2 separate regions of the Mus musculus genome follow, and region 1 is linked to region 2. The links are chromatin contacts, called in public HiChIP or PLAC-seq maps. All regions are on one chromosome and are shown on one strand. The core of a region is the stretch at or near the end of the contact, and the rest is flanking DNA. Distances in the headings are between cores, read along the strand shown.

Evidence for each region. HiChIP or PLAC-seq counts read pairs in DNA pulled down with a chosen protein or histone mark.
Region 1: an H3K27ac HiChIP or PLAC-seq map of embryonic stem cells shows a contact between it and region 2, with 32 read pairs. The contact joins two enhancer-like sites. A contact is called at or near these places in 2 of 15 datasets of contacts at CTCF or cohesin (pro-B cells and stem cell-derived epiblast-like cells), 1 of 484 Hi-C or Micro-C datasets (nephron progenitors), 5 of 115 datasets of contacts at active chromatin or transcription factors (embryonic stem cells and forebrain) and 4 of 9 other capture datasets (adipose tissue, embryonic stem cells, liver and 1 more).

What each region holds. Positions count from the first base shown.
Region 1 is chr11:116,966,287-116,973,132 of GRCm38.p6, forward strand. It overlaps Mgat5b (mannoside acetylglucosaminyltransferase 5, isoenzyme B), which reads left to right. Exons shown (of 18, transcript NM_172948.3): 9 at 421-552; 10 at 2,099-2,232. Among named protein-coding and RNA genes, the nearest start is that of Gm33829, 38 kb to the left of the region's middle. Within about 2 kb of position 4,800, at least 7 of the 459 cell types and tissues checked have an H3K27ac peak or open chromatin away from gene starts, as enhancers often do. A contact at or near this core is called in embryonic stem cells, where this site is marked.
Region 2 is chr11:116,890,794-116,897,534 of GRCm38.p6, forward strand. No RefSeq gene overlaps it. Among named protein-coding and RNA genes, the nearest start is that of Mgat5b, 25 kb to the right of the region's middle. Within about 2 kb of position 3,253, at least 19 of the 459 cell types and tissues checked have an H3K27ac peak or open chromatin away from gene starts, as enhancers often do. A contact at or near this core is called in embryonic stem cells, where this site is marked.

The sequences.
Region 1 (6,846 bases), core at 3,550-6,049, 77 kb after region 2:
TGTCTGCTGGAGCAGAGGGGAACTCCCCAGAGGCCTGCAAGAGCTGGGTCAGCTGTGACATTTGGAATCCTTGGCACTGAGGGAACCCTGAAGGGACTCGGAGGGCTTTAGCTCACATTCATGGCACTCTGAAAGCCAGACTTGCTCTCTGAGCAAACTCGGGCCTGCAGGAATTACAGAGGCCCCTTCCTCCTGGAGGGTGAACCAGACCAGTTGCACTGCCTGGCAAAGTAGCCTGGGTGGATTTAGGTCCCCTGCTCTAGGTGGATGCCCCTGTGCAGTGATATCCCTACAAACGCATAGGGCCCTCCTGCTTGATTCATCTCTGAGAGTGGCTCTCACTGCCCCGCCCTCGGCTGTGGGAAATGCCTGACAGGGTGGGTTTCTCGGGGCTCAGACTCTGATGGGCTCTTCTCTCAGTAACTTAGGGGTGCCGCCAGGCCGGGGGAACTGCCCACTCACCGTACCTCTGCCTTTTGACCTCATCTACACGGACTATCACGGCTTGCAGCAGATGAAACAGCACATGGGACTGTCCTTCAAGAAGTACCGGTGAGAGGCCCAGGGACTGCTGGGAACACAGTTCCTCCCCCATATCTTTCCTCCTGCCAGCTAGCCCAGGGTAGACCCAGAACCAGGGACTACTGGGACCACAGCGCCTCCCCCATACCTTCTCTGCCAGCTAGCCCAGGGTAGACCCAGAACCAGGAATTACTGGGACCACAGCTCCTCCCCCATACCTTCTCTGCCAGCTAGCCCAGGGTAGACCCAGAACCAGGAATTACTGGGACTACAGCTCCTCCCCCATGCCTTCCCTCCTGCCAGCTAGCCCAGAGTAGACCCAGACTCAGGGTAGACCCAGACCCAGGGTGCTAGGACCACAGCTCCTCCCCATGCCTTCCCTCAGCTAGCCCAGGGTAGACCCAGACCCAGGGACTGTTGGGACCATAGTTCCTCTCCCATGCTCCCTTCTGCCTGGAGCCCAGGTGGAACATGGCCCTCTTCTTCCTGTCTCAGCCTTCCCATCCCTCTCCAAACCATTCTCATCCCAAACAGATCACTGGCAGCCCTTTAGAGCCATCCATGCCCCTGCTGGATGGGGGCTGAAGCCTGTAGGATGGACTCTGTCCAGGTCACCTCCAGGCATCCCAGGGGGTGGGAGGGTGGGAAAGAACCCTTCTGTGGTCAAGATCTCCACCATGGAGCCTGGCGTGGGGGTGTCAGCCTATGCTCTTTCCCTGGTGACCCCAGGATCTAAGGCAAGCGTGTTGCAGCCAGCAGCACTGGCTCCGTTTAGCACCAAGAGCCCCACTGTTCACTCCTATGCCCTAATGCCATCAACGGTGTGATTTTATTAGAGGGAGGTGACGGCTGGCGTTATTGCTTTTGTTATTAATGTGCGCTGTCTGCACATTGCCATCTTGCCCGCCCCACCCCCCTCTCCGCAGGAATCCTGCCGACCTCAGCACTCTGCAAAATTCTGGGTCACCCAGAAGAATGCTGGGCCCTGGCAGCTTCGCGGGGCGGGGCGGGGGGGGGGGTTTCTAAGTGTTAGCACCTTTCTTCAGGAGACACTCAGGATGCATGGGTAGGGATTCTGGAGCCATGGTCTCTGAGTGACCTGGCCCTAGGTTAGCTGATCCTATAGGAGCTCTGGGGTTTAGACTACAAGCTTTGGAGGGGGGCAGTAAAAGTGGAGGAGTCTCCCATGCTCAGGTCCCCGGGAGACCACCCATGAACCCCGTTCTTCCCAACAAAGCATAGCTTACAAATGACTCTGGACAATGAAGGAACCCCAACCCCTTCAGACACCACCTCTCTTCCTAGCCTCACTCCAGTGGAGGTGATGGCTTGGCTTCTGGATACCAACCAGGGGCCCTGCAGGCATCCAGAGTGGCCTCTGCTGTTCCGTTGGGGAAGCTGGCACAGAGAGCGTGATGTACCGCTGTGGTCACACGGTGAGGCAGTGCCTAGGTGGAGCCCTTGTCAAGTACTGTACTTCCCTGACCTAGCCACAGCACGGTCACAGGGGCACTCCGAGTCCAGGGACAGGCAGGAAGGTTTGACCTCAGTCCTGGTTCACTCTTGGGGAGGACAGGTGCAGAATCCGAGTCATCGACACCTTTGGGACGGAGCCAGCGTACAACCACGAGGAGTATGCCACGCTGCACGGCTACCGGACCAACTGGGGTTACTGGAACCTCAACCCCAAGCAGTTCATGACCATGTTCCGTGAGTGTTACTGGCAGAGAAAGGGGTACCCCTCGTATGTGCAGGAGCGGGTCTCCCCATGCGTGCAGGGGTGGGGTCTCCCAATGTGTGCAGGAGCAGGGTCTCCCAACATGTGCAGGGGCGGGTCTCCCCGTATATGCAGGGGCGGGCCTCCTTCCTCCTGGGCCAATGGGATGGCCTTAACAAGTAGAGAGAAGCAGACATCACAGAGACTCTAGAAGCTGTGTCCAGAGCTGGGACTGATTCAAGGCTGGGAGCTCTCAGAAGCACGTGGCTCAGAGCGGGGGTGGGGGGTGGGGGTGGGGCCCAGTGGACTTCTAGAAGTTTCCAGGACGAATCAGAGAAACTGGAAGTGGGTGGGGCAAAGAAATGCGGGCCTTTCTACACAAAGGGACGATAACTAAGCAGATGGACGAGCCTGAAGGTTCTGGAAACATGGGAGCTTAGTTAGGTTCCAACACTGGGGCGAGCCTGAAGAAAGGGGACCAACTCCTCGGGAGCACAGTGCCTCAGGAGCACAGCGCCTCGGGAGCACTGTGCCTCGGGAGCATAGCGCCTCGGGAGCATTGTGCCTCGGGAGCACAGCGCCTCGGGAGCACAGCGCCTCGGGAGCACAGTGCCTCGGGAGCACAGCGCCTCGGGAGCACAGTGCCTCGGGAGCATTGTGCCTCGGGAGCACAGCGCCTCTGGAGCACAGCGCCTCGGGAGCACAGTGCCTCAGGAGCATTGTGCCTCGGGAGCACAGCGCCTCGGGAGCATAGCGCCTCTGGAGCACAGTGCCTCGGGAGCACAGTGCCAGCATTTGTAGCCTGCTTTTCATTTCCAGCGCTGAGGACCGCACCTGGGGCCTTGTGCACGTTAGACTAGCTACAGCCCCAGCCTCCGCCACTTTGAAATGTTTGAGAAGGCTCTCAATATGTCCCTGAGTCTGGCTTTGAACTCCTGCCTCAGCCTCCCAAGGGTTGGGATTTCAGTCATGTGTGGTTCTTGGTTAAGGGTCTCTTTGGTATCACTGAAAAGATCTTTTATTGGGTTTATTTATTCATTTGTGCGTATGGGGGCGTGGCAGTGGAGCACACACACGTCAAGTGTGGGGACGTCAGGGGACAACTTGTAGGAATCATTTCTTTCCTCCTGTCATGTGATTCCCTACGATGTCAGGCTTGGTGGCAGGCCCCTCCTCCACCCTGAGCCATCTCACCGGCCCCCAGCTGCGAGCAGAGTAGCATCCTAAGCATCTAATTTGTGGTACTTCAGAGGCTCTGGGCCAGAGAGCCAGAGAAGCCACCTTGTTAGGATCGTGTCTAAATTAAGAGCAGAGTGGTTCCGCACAGTTCCCAGAGACTCGCAGAGGATATGATCTCTATTCAAGGCGTCAAACTCGACGTTTCTGTCAGCAGCTTAGGTTCGGGCTGCGCTGGGCAGAGATGAGAGAGCAGAATCACTGAGTGATGCCTTCATTAGCTCCCAGACGGGTAGGACAATTCCTGCAGCCCATGGAGTCTGGAGGAGGAAACTGAGGTCCAGAGAGTTACTGAGACCTGTCTAGGGACACGCACCTCTGTGGGAATCACTCTTTGCTGGGGAGCACGTTTGGAAGTTCTGTGAGGCCCAGAAGGGAGGGTAGTTTGGGCACAATATGTCACAGGGGTGAAGTCCAGAGGGAAAATATATCAAGGGGAGGGCGGGGGACCTAGGGTAGAGAAATGAAAGCTGTAGAATTTGAGTCTTGGGTAAAAGTCTTCCTTCCCACTTAGAAAGGAAGGCAGATTTGATAAGAGAAGCCTCAGGGACCAGGTATGCGCCACTGTGTTCGGCTCAAGAAGAAACTTTGCAGGCAGAGTGCATTAGCGGACTGCAGATGGCCAAAGGGGTGGAGGTCAGTGGGGGGCAGAAGATGGGTTCAGAGGCTTCTGCAAGAACCTACTAAGCACTTGGGAGGCAGAGGCAGGTGGATCTCTGTGAGTTCGAGGCCATCCTGGTTCACAGATAGAATTCCAGGGCAGCCAAGGCTACACAGAGAAACCCTGTCTCCAAGAAAGAAGGGCTTTCTAACAAGGGCTACCAAGATGAATCACCAAGTAAAAGAGCTTGCTACCAAACTTAATCCCCTGAGTTCGATCCCTGGGACCCACAGCATGGAAGGAAAGAACCAACTCCCACAAACTGACCTCCACACATGCACTATAGCACACAAGTACACACATACACACACACAGAGTTAATTAATCAATAACTGGCAGATCTGGCAAACTCCTACTCATCCTCCTGAACCCTAATCAAATGTTCCTTCTCTTTTTCCCATTACTTACACTCTTCCTTCATCTTTCAAACAGTGTGCTTCCTCACCTTATAATTTATTCTGTCCTTTTTAGTGTTTTGAGACAGGGTCTTAGGTAGCCCAGGCTGGCTTTCTTTCCCTCTCCTGGCCTAACCTTCACCTGCCTTGGGCCCTTTGTCTAATTGTCCTTGTTATTTTAATTGGCCACCGCCCTTCCTTGTCCATTCACACTGACTGATTCAGCTAATTATATTCTAAACCTGTCCCTTCTGGCCGAGGGCAAGGCAGGCCTGATGTGTCCTCAGCTGCTGAGGAGAGGGAAGCCACCGGAAGAGGCAGCCAGCCCAGCCGGAGGTTGATGGAGGGAGGCAGCCAAGCATCCACCCACCCATTCATCCATCCATCCATCCACCCACCCACCCATCCATCCATTCATTCATCCATCCATCCAGAGGCTCTAGCTGCCTCTGTGCGTTAGAGATGCTTCTAAAGTTGAGAATTGCCTGGAAGTCAGTAGCATCATCCTCTGTCCTGAGTACCCACACAGAGGGCCCTGGGAGACAGTAGAACCATCCCCTGTCCTGAGACCCACACAGAGGGCTCTGGGAGACAGTAGAACCATCCCCTGTCCTGAGACCCACACAGAGGGCCCTGGGAGACAGTAGAACCATCCTCTGTCCTGAGACCCACACAGAGGGCCCTGGGAGACAGTAGAACCATCCCCTGTCCTGAGACCCACACAGAGGGCCCTGGGAGACAGTAGAACCATCCTCTGTCCTGAGTACCCACACAGAGGGCTCTGGGCCTCGGGGCAGGGCTCTGCCTCACTGCAAAGCCAAGAGCAGGAAGGAAGTTTGGGTCTATTCTGCAGTCAGCTTAGGACCACAGCATTCCCAGGCATTGGAACAGGAGGCATCCGGGCCTGGGCATGGGGCTCAGTTGGCAGACTGCTTGCCTAGCACAGACAAGACCCTGGTTTCAAGCAGCACGGGACATGTAGGTGCACACCTATAATTCCAGCAGTTAGGTGGAGACAGGGAAATCAGAATGTTGGAGTTACCCTCAGTTACATGGGGGAGTGTTAAAGCCAGCCTAAGGTACACCAGATGTGGCCGGGAATGTCTCATGGGATTGTCCATGTGCCTGTCCTTCAAGGAGGGATTGGGGAGGCCACACTGTGTTTGATTAGCTCCCCTGAGGGAGCTCCCCCTCCATGCCCGTGAGGCCAAGGTGTGGATCACAAGCATATGGGGTGGGAAACAGGGTGACAGGAATTTGGGGGTGTCTCAGGTAGCCTGAGAATGCCTTGCTTGCGGCTGGCACTCACCAGGGTTCTGCCCACACAGGAAAGCAGTGGACCCTGGAGACCTTTGATTCCAGGTTTCAGCATCTCCCAGGGCCACTGCCAGAGCTGCTCAGGTCCAAGGCAGGAGAACAAGAGAGGAGATGGAAAGCTAGTCCTCCTGTGGACAGGTTTATCCACACCTGACCCCAGGATTGTGGCTGTGTTCAGTGCCTCAGCCCAGCTGTTGCAGGATGAGAAATCTCGTTAACTTAAAAAAAAAAAAAAAAAAGCATTAATTGAATAAGGAGAGAACCCCTGCCCCCTTGATCATATACTCTTTTAGACAAACCATATGTCTTGGGTCATCTTCTAACAAGAATGCAATAATGGTGCTTTTCTGCAAAATCTAAGCAAAAAAAAAAAAAATTATTAAAAAGAGATAAAACTTACTTTGTCCTTGAGGGACAGAGAGGAAGTCAGATCCTGCCCTGCCAACTGGGTTCTGGAAGAGTATTAGGAGGTCTTTATCTTAATTCTCTGTTGTGTTCTCTACAGAGAACCAGCTTGGGGGGTGGGATGGGGCAGGAAGGCTGGCAGACCTCAGAGAGGCTCATGGGGCCAGATGATGGGGGCGGGACCATGTGGGATTTTATCTCTCAGAAAAGGGAGGATAGAGGCACAGCAGCCATACAATACAGGTTAGCAGGTGTGATCGTGAAGGTGCCCTGGCTGGGGACACTGAGGTGAGCTGGGGACAAGCTGGGAACAGAGAGAGTGGGAGCTTGGCCTGTGGGGTCTTGGTCAGGTCTAGGAACCTGATGGGACCCAAATCAGAAAGGATTGTTCTAGAGAAAAGAGCCTGCCAAGAGAGCTTTGGAAACAGCTGTCAGTGTGCTGGGGGGTGGAGGGGTGAGCAAGGGGGAGGACACCCCCCTGCAGTGACACGTGTCTGCTGAGACAAAGGAGCCTGTGCTCTAGCAAAGGGAGTGAGCAGAGAAGGGAGACCCGACTGGGTTACCCAGAGTCAGACCATCTGGAGACACACTGG
Region 2 (6,741 bases), core at 2,003-4,502:
ATGTGGCACCACATTCTGTGTATGCAGTACTGGGATGACATCCAGGGCTCTTTGTGCTTCATAGCACTCTCCTGCCTCAGCTACATTCATACTGGGTACCCTTCTTCTTCCTCTCCTCCTTCTCTTCCTCCTCCTTTCTCCTCTTCTTCCTCCTCCCCCTCCTCTCTCTCCTCCCCCTCCTCCTTCCTCTTCTTCCTTTTCTTCTTCCTCTTCCTCCTCCTCCTCTTCCTCCTCCTCCTCCAGCTCACAGACAGTTGAGACAGTTGAGTTGTGAGCTGGGAATTGAACCTGGGTCCTCTAGAGGAACACCCAGGGCTCCTATTGGCTGAACCGGTTCTCCAGCCCTGCTCCTTTTATTCTTACTATTTCTGGTTAAGCCAACTTCAAAGATGTCCCCGAGCTTCAAGATAAAGTGATGGTGTCCCGGGCAACCTCTCCCTAGGGTGCTGCTGCTCTTCCCAAGGTGAGTATGACCTTGTTACACATGCCCCTCCCCCGTTCTTAAAACATACCTTAACCCCTTGTTTGTGTCTAAGAACCTGTCAAATGGCACTGCTGAGTAGGGTATGGTGATGCACGCCCTTAATCTCAACACTCAGGAAGCAGAGGCAGGAGGATCTCTGCAAGTCCCAGGACATCCTCGTCTCCAGAGCAAGCCTCTTTAATTGTCTGGTGGCTGTCCTATATTGTTGGGAGCCGCCCCCACATTCGCCGTATGTGATGAGGGAGTAGCGTTTGGCGGCCACCAAATGAGGAACCAAATGAGATGCCAGCTGCCTGCTTCTTCATCTCAGTCTTGCCAAAGAAAGAGTAACCGTGTTTGGTATGGTGGCTGACCTCACTTTTCTTCATTTTCTAGAGAAAGGCACCTTAGCGGCTCCCAAGTTTACTGGCATTGCGACCTCCTTGGTGCGTTTAGTCATGTTGCTAGGACTCAGGCAGTGTCAGAGGTCTCTCCTCCCTTTTTAAGAAGCACTTTCAGGGTCATAAATATTCATCTGTATCCTGCAGAGAGAGGACCAGTTGGCAGGTCTCACCCTAGGAAGGGGTTGGTTCTTAGGGCCTGCAGTAATTGATTCCTACCTGGGAAAAGAGCAAATGTGGCCAGGTGGTGCCCCTGTTGTCACCTGAGCCCTGAGACCAAGAGAAATCAGGCTGCATACCGGGTAATGTGGCTGGGAGCTGAGTTTAATGAAAGGGTGTCTTGTGGAGTCTCTTGTGGATCGATTCTTTGCATGCATTAAGACATTCAAATTAAATGGTTACTGATACCTTTTGTTTTATGTTTGACAGGGTCTCACTATAGCCCTGGCTGGCCTGGAACTCACAAAGATCTATTTGCCTCTGCTGGGATTAAAGGCATGCACCCCATGCTCTGTGAAAATGATTTTTTTAATATTTATTTAATGTTTATGAGTACATTGTCACTGTCTTCAGACACACCAGAAGAGGGCATCAGATTTCATTACAGATGGTTGTGAGCCAACATGTGGTTGCTGGGAATTGAGCTCAGGACCTCTCGAAGAGCAGTCAGTGCTCTTAACCACTGAGCCATCTCTCCAACCCTGTTAAAATGGTTCTTAAAGGGGCTTGGCTATAGCTTAGTCAGTAGATGCTTGCCTAGCATACAGGAACCCCAGCGCTCCAAGGCAGAAGGATTAGAAAAATTGGGAACTTGTCTGGAAATAAAAAGCAAAGCGAAGAAAGCAAACCACGATTCTTAAAAGCTTGGCTTAGAAACAAGAGATTCAGACCCGGTGGTACACACCTGCAATCCCAGCACTTGGGCGGGCAATAGAGACAGGAAGGCCTTCATAAGCTACACAGCCCAACACAGCTTCTCGGGAAGGAGCTGGATGCCCAGCAGGCTAGCTTTGTGGGTAAAGCTGCTTGCTGGCAAGTCTGAAGACCCAAGTTCAATTCCTGGGGACCCATCACAGGATAGAAGAAATGAACTGACTGCCACAAGTTGTCTTCTGACCTCCACCGTCATGTGGTGGCATAGGTGCATGTGCACATCAAATAAATGTAAATAATAAATAAAAGATACATACATCATATATATACATATATATATGTATATATATACATATATAAATACACACACACACACATATATATATATAGAGAGAGAAAGACAGAGAGACAGAGAGAGAGACAGAGACAGAGAGACAGACAGAGAGAGAGGCAGAGAGACAGAGAAAGGGATAGATAGCCAACTGGGCTACACACTACCCAACTCAACCAACCAACACCTTAGATGAAGGAATTGTACCACACAATAAGCAGGGTTGTACTCTCCCCAGTTGTCATCCAATGTTTTCCAGACATGATATTTCCATGGAGGAGAGAGTATATCAGAGGCAGAGACTCATTTTCCCCTTCCTAGTGTTTAGAGGCTGTGGCCAGTCTCCTTTCTTTGAGCACCAGGCTGGTCTGGAGCTCACATTATATACCAGGCTGGCCCCAGCCTGGCAGTCAGACAGTCACAGGGATGGATCACAGGTCTGATCCATCAAGCCCAGCTTCCCCACGGTTTTTAAGAAGCTTAATTGTGCAGGTGGTAGCTCTTCACTCCTGTAGTTTACTGTCAGAAGCAAATCTCTAAGTCCAGCCCACAACAAGGGGCACTTGGGTCCTCTCAGAGGCTGCCTGCTGCCTCTACCTATGCAAGCATGTGTGTGTACTTTGGTTTTTGTCGGAGCAGTGAACTCTTAAAGATTTATACGTCAGGCGCGTTCTCCTTTTGGCTATCTGGAAGGGAGCGCCCCCTTTAATGGCCTATTAATTCTCTTGACTTGTATGTTTTACAAACACTTGCTTTTGCCTCTGATGGAGCATCCTGTCGAAATCCACAAATTACGCGTTCCTGTAACAGCAGGCGGCAGCCTACATATGAAGATGCCAGCTATAAAATGCCAGCGTGTGAAGGTGTTTTGCCAACGGGCTGTGAGTTTGCAGATGGGGACGCTGCCTTAGAGGTGGGTGCGCCCCTGTCATCCTGGCACTGGGCCAGATCTGTAGTAAGGACCGTGCACCTTCCTGCTCACCGTCAGACAGCCCCTCCCTCACCTTCCTGCTCACCGGCAGACAGCCCGGTCCCTAAGTGGAGGGTGGGTGTGGGGCCTCCTCTGGATGAGAATAATGAAACAAGTTCTGGCTAGAGTGAGGGTCCCTAGGGCAGAGCACAAGTGAAGGGTGAGAGGGACCAGGTCACTGTCCTGTCCTGCACAAGAGCATACTCTGTCATCCCCACGCCCCAGGGATGGAAGGGGAGGGGCTGGTGCATGAAGCTTGCTGTGAGGTCAGGACTAGACTGGACTACAGAGTGAGATTCTGTTTGAACAAAACAAAACCGGGAGTGGTGGGTGTGTGGGAGGGAGGGGAGTAGGGGGAGGGGGGCGGGCCGGAGAGATGACTCAGCAGTTAGGGCCGGAGAGATGACTCAGCGGTTAAGAGCATTGGCTGTTCTTCCAGAGGACTCAGGTTCAATTCCCAGCACCCACATGGCAACTCACAGCTGTCTGGAACTCCAGTTCCAGGAGATCTGACATTCTCACACAGGCATGCATATATGCAGTCAAAATGACAATGTACATAAAATAAAAGTAAATAAATCAAAACCAAACAAAATTGAATTAAAGATGATACCTCAAGTCCATGAGGCTCTGTGTGCTAACACTGCAGAAACTATGATTTGTGCACACCTGTGATCCAGCACTTGGGCAAAGTTACCTTCAGGTACACAGTGAGTTTGTGGCTAGCTTGAGCTATGGGAGACCCCTTTTCATATACACAAGCAAGAGAAGAATAAAAAAATGATACTTTGAAGCTGGACAGTTGGTGGTGCACACCTTTGATTCCCCCACTCAGAAGGCAGAGGCAGGCAGATCTCTATGAGTTCAAGGTCAGCCCGGTCTACAGATGTCTAAGGAGAGTTCCAGGACAGCCAGGGCTACACAAAGAAACCCTGTCTCAAAAAAGCAAAACAAGCAAAGAGACTGTGAGCCTGGAGTACCCAGCCCCAGCGCATGCCTTGACATGCTATCTCGTCTGTCTGTGGACATCTTCTTTTGGTCAGGTGCCTGTCGTCAGCCTGTTATTACATCTGTATTTGTAAGTTTCTGCCCCTTGGGGAGACCCCTCTCAGCCCGGAAAGACCCCAGCACCTCTGAGAGTGTAATATGGTCAAAGTCACAAGGCTATGGGACAGATTGGCAGGCTGGGGAAAGCTGCACAGCCCTGAGCCCTCAGTTGTCCCTGTCCTTCTGTCAACTGGGGACTGTGCCGCCTACTCAGTGGGATTGTATGAGGTGGGTAACTCACACAGAGCCCGGCATTAGAGCAGACAGTACACAGTATTGCCCCACCCTCCTGCCCTCCTCAGACCCAAACCCAGCTTTCCTTTCTTTTTTTTTTCTTTTTTTTTTTTTTTTTTTTTTTTTTTGCTGTCTTCAGACACTCCAGAAGAGGGAGTCAGATCTCGTTACAGATGGTTGTGAGCCACCATGTGGTTGCTGGGATTTGAACTCTGGACCTTTGGAAGAGCAGTCGGGTGCTCTTACCCACTGAGCCATCTCACCAGCCCCCCCAGCTTTCCTTTCTTGTCTTTCCATATGAGTGTTTCTGTTGGAGTGTATGCAAGGGGAAGAGCAGAAGAGTCAGGGCTTAAGCCTCAGAGCAGAGGAGAAGGGCCTGCGGACCTGGCTCTGCCCTACTCTTTGTCCTGGGAAGAGTAACAGAGCTCTCCACGGTCAGGGAGAAGCCACTACATTGTGACAGCTCCATCCATTCCTCTGTGGGGGGCTTCTCTGCCCAGCAGCTTCCTTTGTTCCTGTGTGCACATGCGTGAATGTGTGCATGTGTCTGTGTGGTGTCTGTGTAGTGTATGTCTATGTCTGTGTGATCTGTGTATGGTATGTGTGTATGTGTGTGTGTGTAGTGTGTCTATGTGGGTTTAGTGTGTCTGTGTGGTATGTGTGTGTGTGCATGTTTGTGTGTGTAGTGTGTGTGTGTGTGTGTAGTGTGTTTGTCTGTGTGATCTGTGTGTGGTATGTGTGTGTGTGTGTGTAGTGGGTCTGTGGTGTGTCTCTGTGTATGTAATAGAAAAGGAACCTTGAATACCACCATAGACTATATCTCTTTCAAATTCACATGCAGAAATTCAACTCCAGGGACTGGGGAGAGGGCTCAGACTGTACAGGCTTCACTAGGCAAGCATGAAGACTTGAGTTTACAACCCAGCACCCACGTACAAAGCCAGGCTTGGTGGTGCACACCTATAATCCCAACACTGGGAGGCAGAGACAGTCAGATGCACTGAGCACTGGTCAGTCTTGCCAATTGATGAACTGTAAGTTCAATGAGAGATCGTGTCTCAAAACAGTGGGGGTGTGGGTGGGGTGGGACATGAGATGGCTCAGTGTGTAAAGGCTCGGGTGAGGGGACATGAGATGGTTCAGTGTATAAAGGCACTTGCTGGCAAGCCTGATGATAGAAGCTTCATTCCTAGGACCCACGTGGAAGCAGGAGAGACACCATGGTATGAACACACACACACACACACACACACACACCAAATTACCAGTATACTAGTATTGGAGAGATGGCTCGGCGGTTAAGAGCACCAACTACTCTTCCAGAGGTCCTGAGTTCAATGCCAGGCAACCAAATGGTGGCTCACAACCATCTGTAATGGGATCTGATGCACTCTTCTGTGTCTGAAGAGAGCAACAGTGTACTCACATAAAATAAATAAATGAATCTTTAAAAAAGAGAGAGAGAGAAGAAAGAAAAACAGGCCTTTGTGAGGCAGATAGGGTTAAAGGACACCAGCCTCATGTGGGATTAGTGGCCTTTCTGCAACACCAGCCCGATGGCCTTCTGCAAACCAAGAAGCCTCACCAAGAACCTTGCTCTTACCAAAAAAAAAAAAAAAAAGAACCTTGCTCTTGGACCTGCCAGCTTCCTGAACTGTGAGCACAGAAGTCCACTGTTTGAGCCCCAGGCTGTGGCATTAGATGACAGCGGCTGGAGCCAGCTCATCTGGATAGCTTTCTAGGCTGAGGCTTCTGTCTTCTCCTGCAGCTCCTGCTGCCTGTTGTCTGTTGGGGGGTGGGGGGGGAGCAGCCACCTCTCTGATGGAAGAAGACATGCCGCGGTCCCTGTCCTGATCCCAGTAGACTGCCTCCAAGTGTTCCTCTGTATCTCAAGCTGGGGTCTGTGATGTCCCTACCTTGCCATCTGGGAGTGCCATGGATCCTGGGGCCACACCCACCTGCAGACTGCGCCCTGGGGTGTGTTTGTCCTCTTTGTGGAATTTCTTTTTCTCTTGTCTGTGCCCTGAATTAGGCTTATTTATCTCTATTGCCTGTTCTAAATCAGGGGTGGAGAAAAGACACGTTGGAGGGCTGGTATCCGCTCACTGTATCTACAAAGCACACATTTTCTTTGTGTGTCTGGAAAACGTCTGAGCTTTGAAAGTGTGCCTTAAATGGCCTAATTGCTCTCAGTCCTGCCTTGGTGTCCCACATCTGACTCTTCATGGATTTTGGAGGGGAGGCACTGCTAGGACACCCCTAACTTGGGGGATATTTTTGGCAAACCATAGTTTGCTTCTTGGGATCCAGTCTGTTTTCTATAGCAGCTGCTACCCGCAGCTTCAGATCTCAGAGCTTTTGTCTCTGGCTTTGGGAAGGAAACCTGCCCTGAGCTGCTGAGTTAACATCAGGACCACAGGCC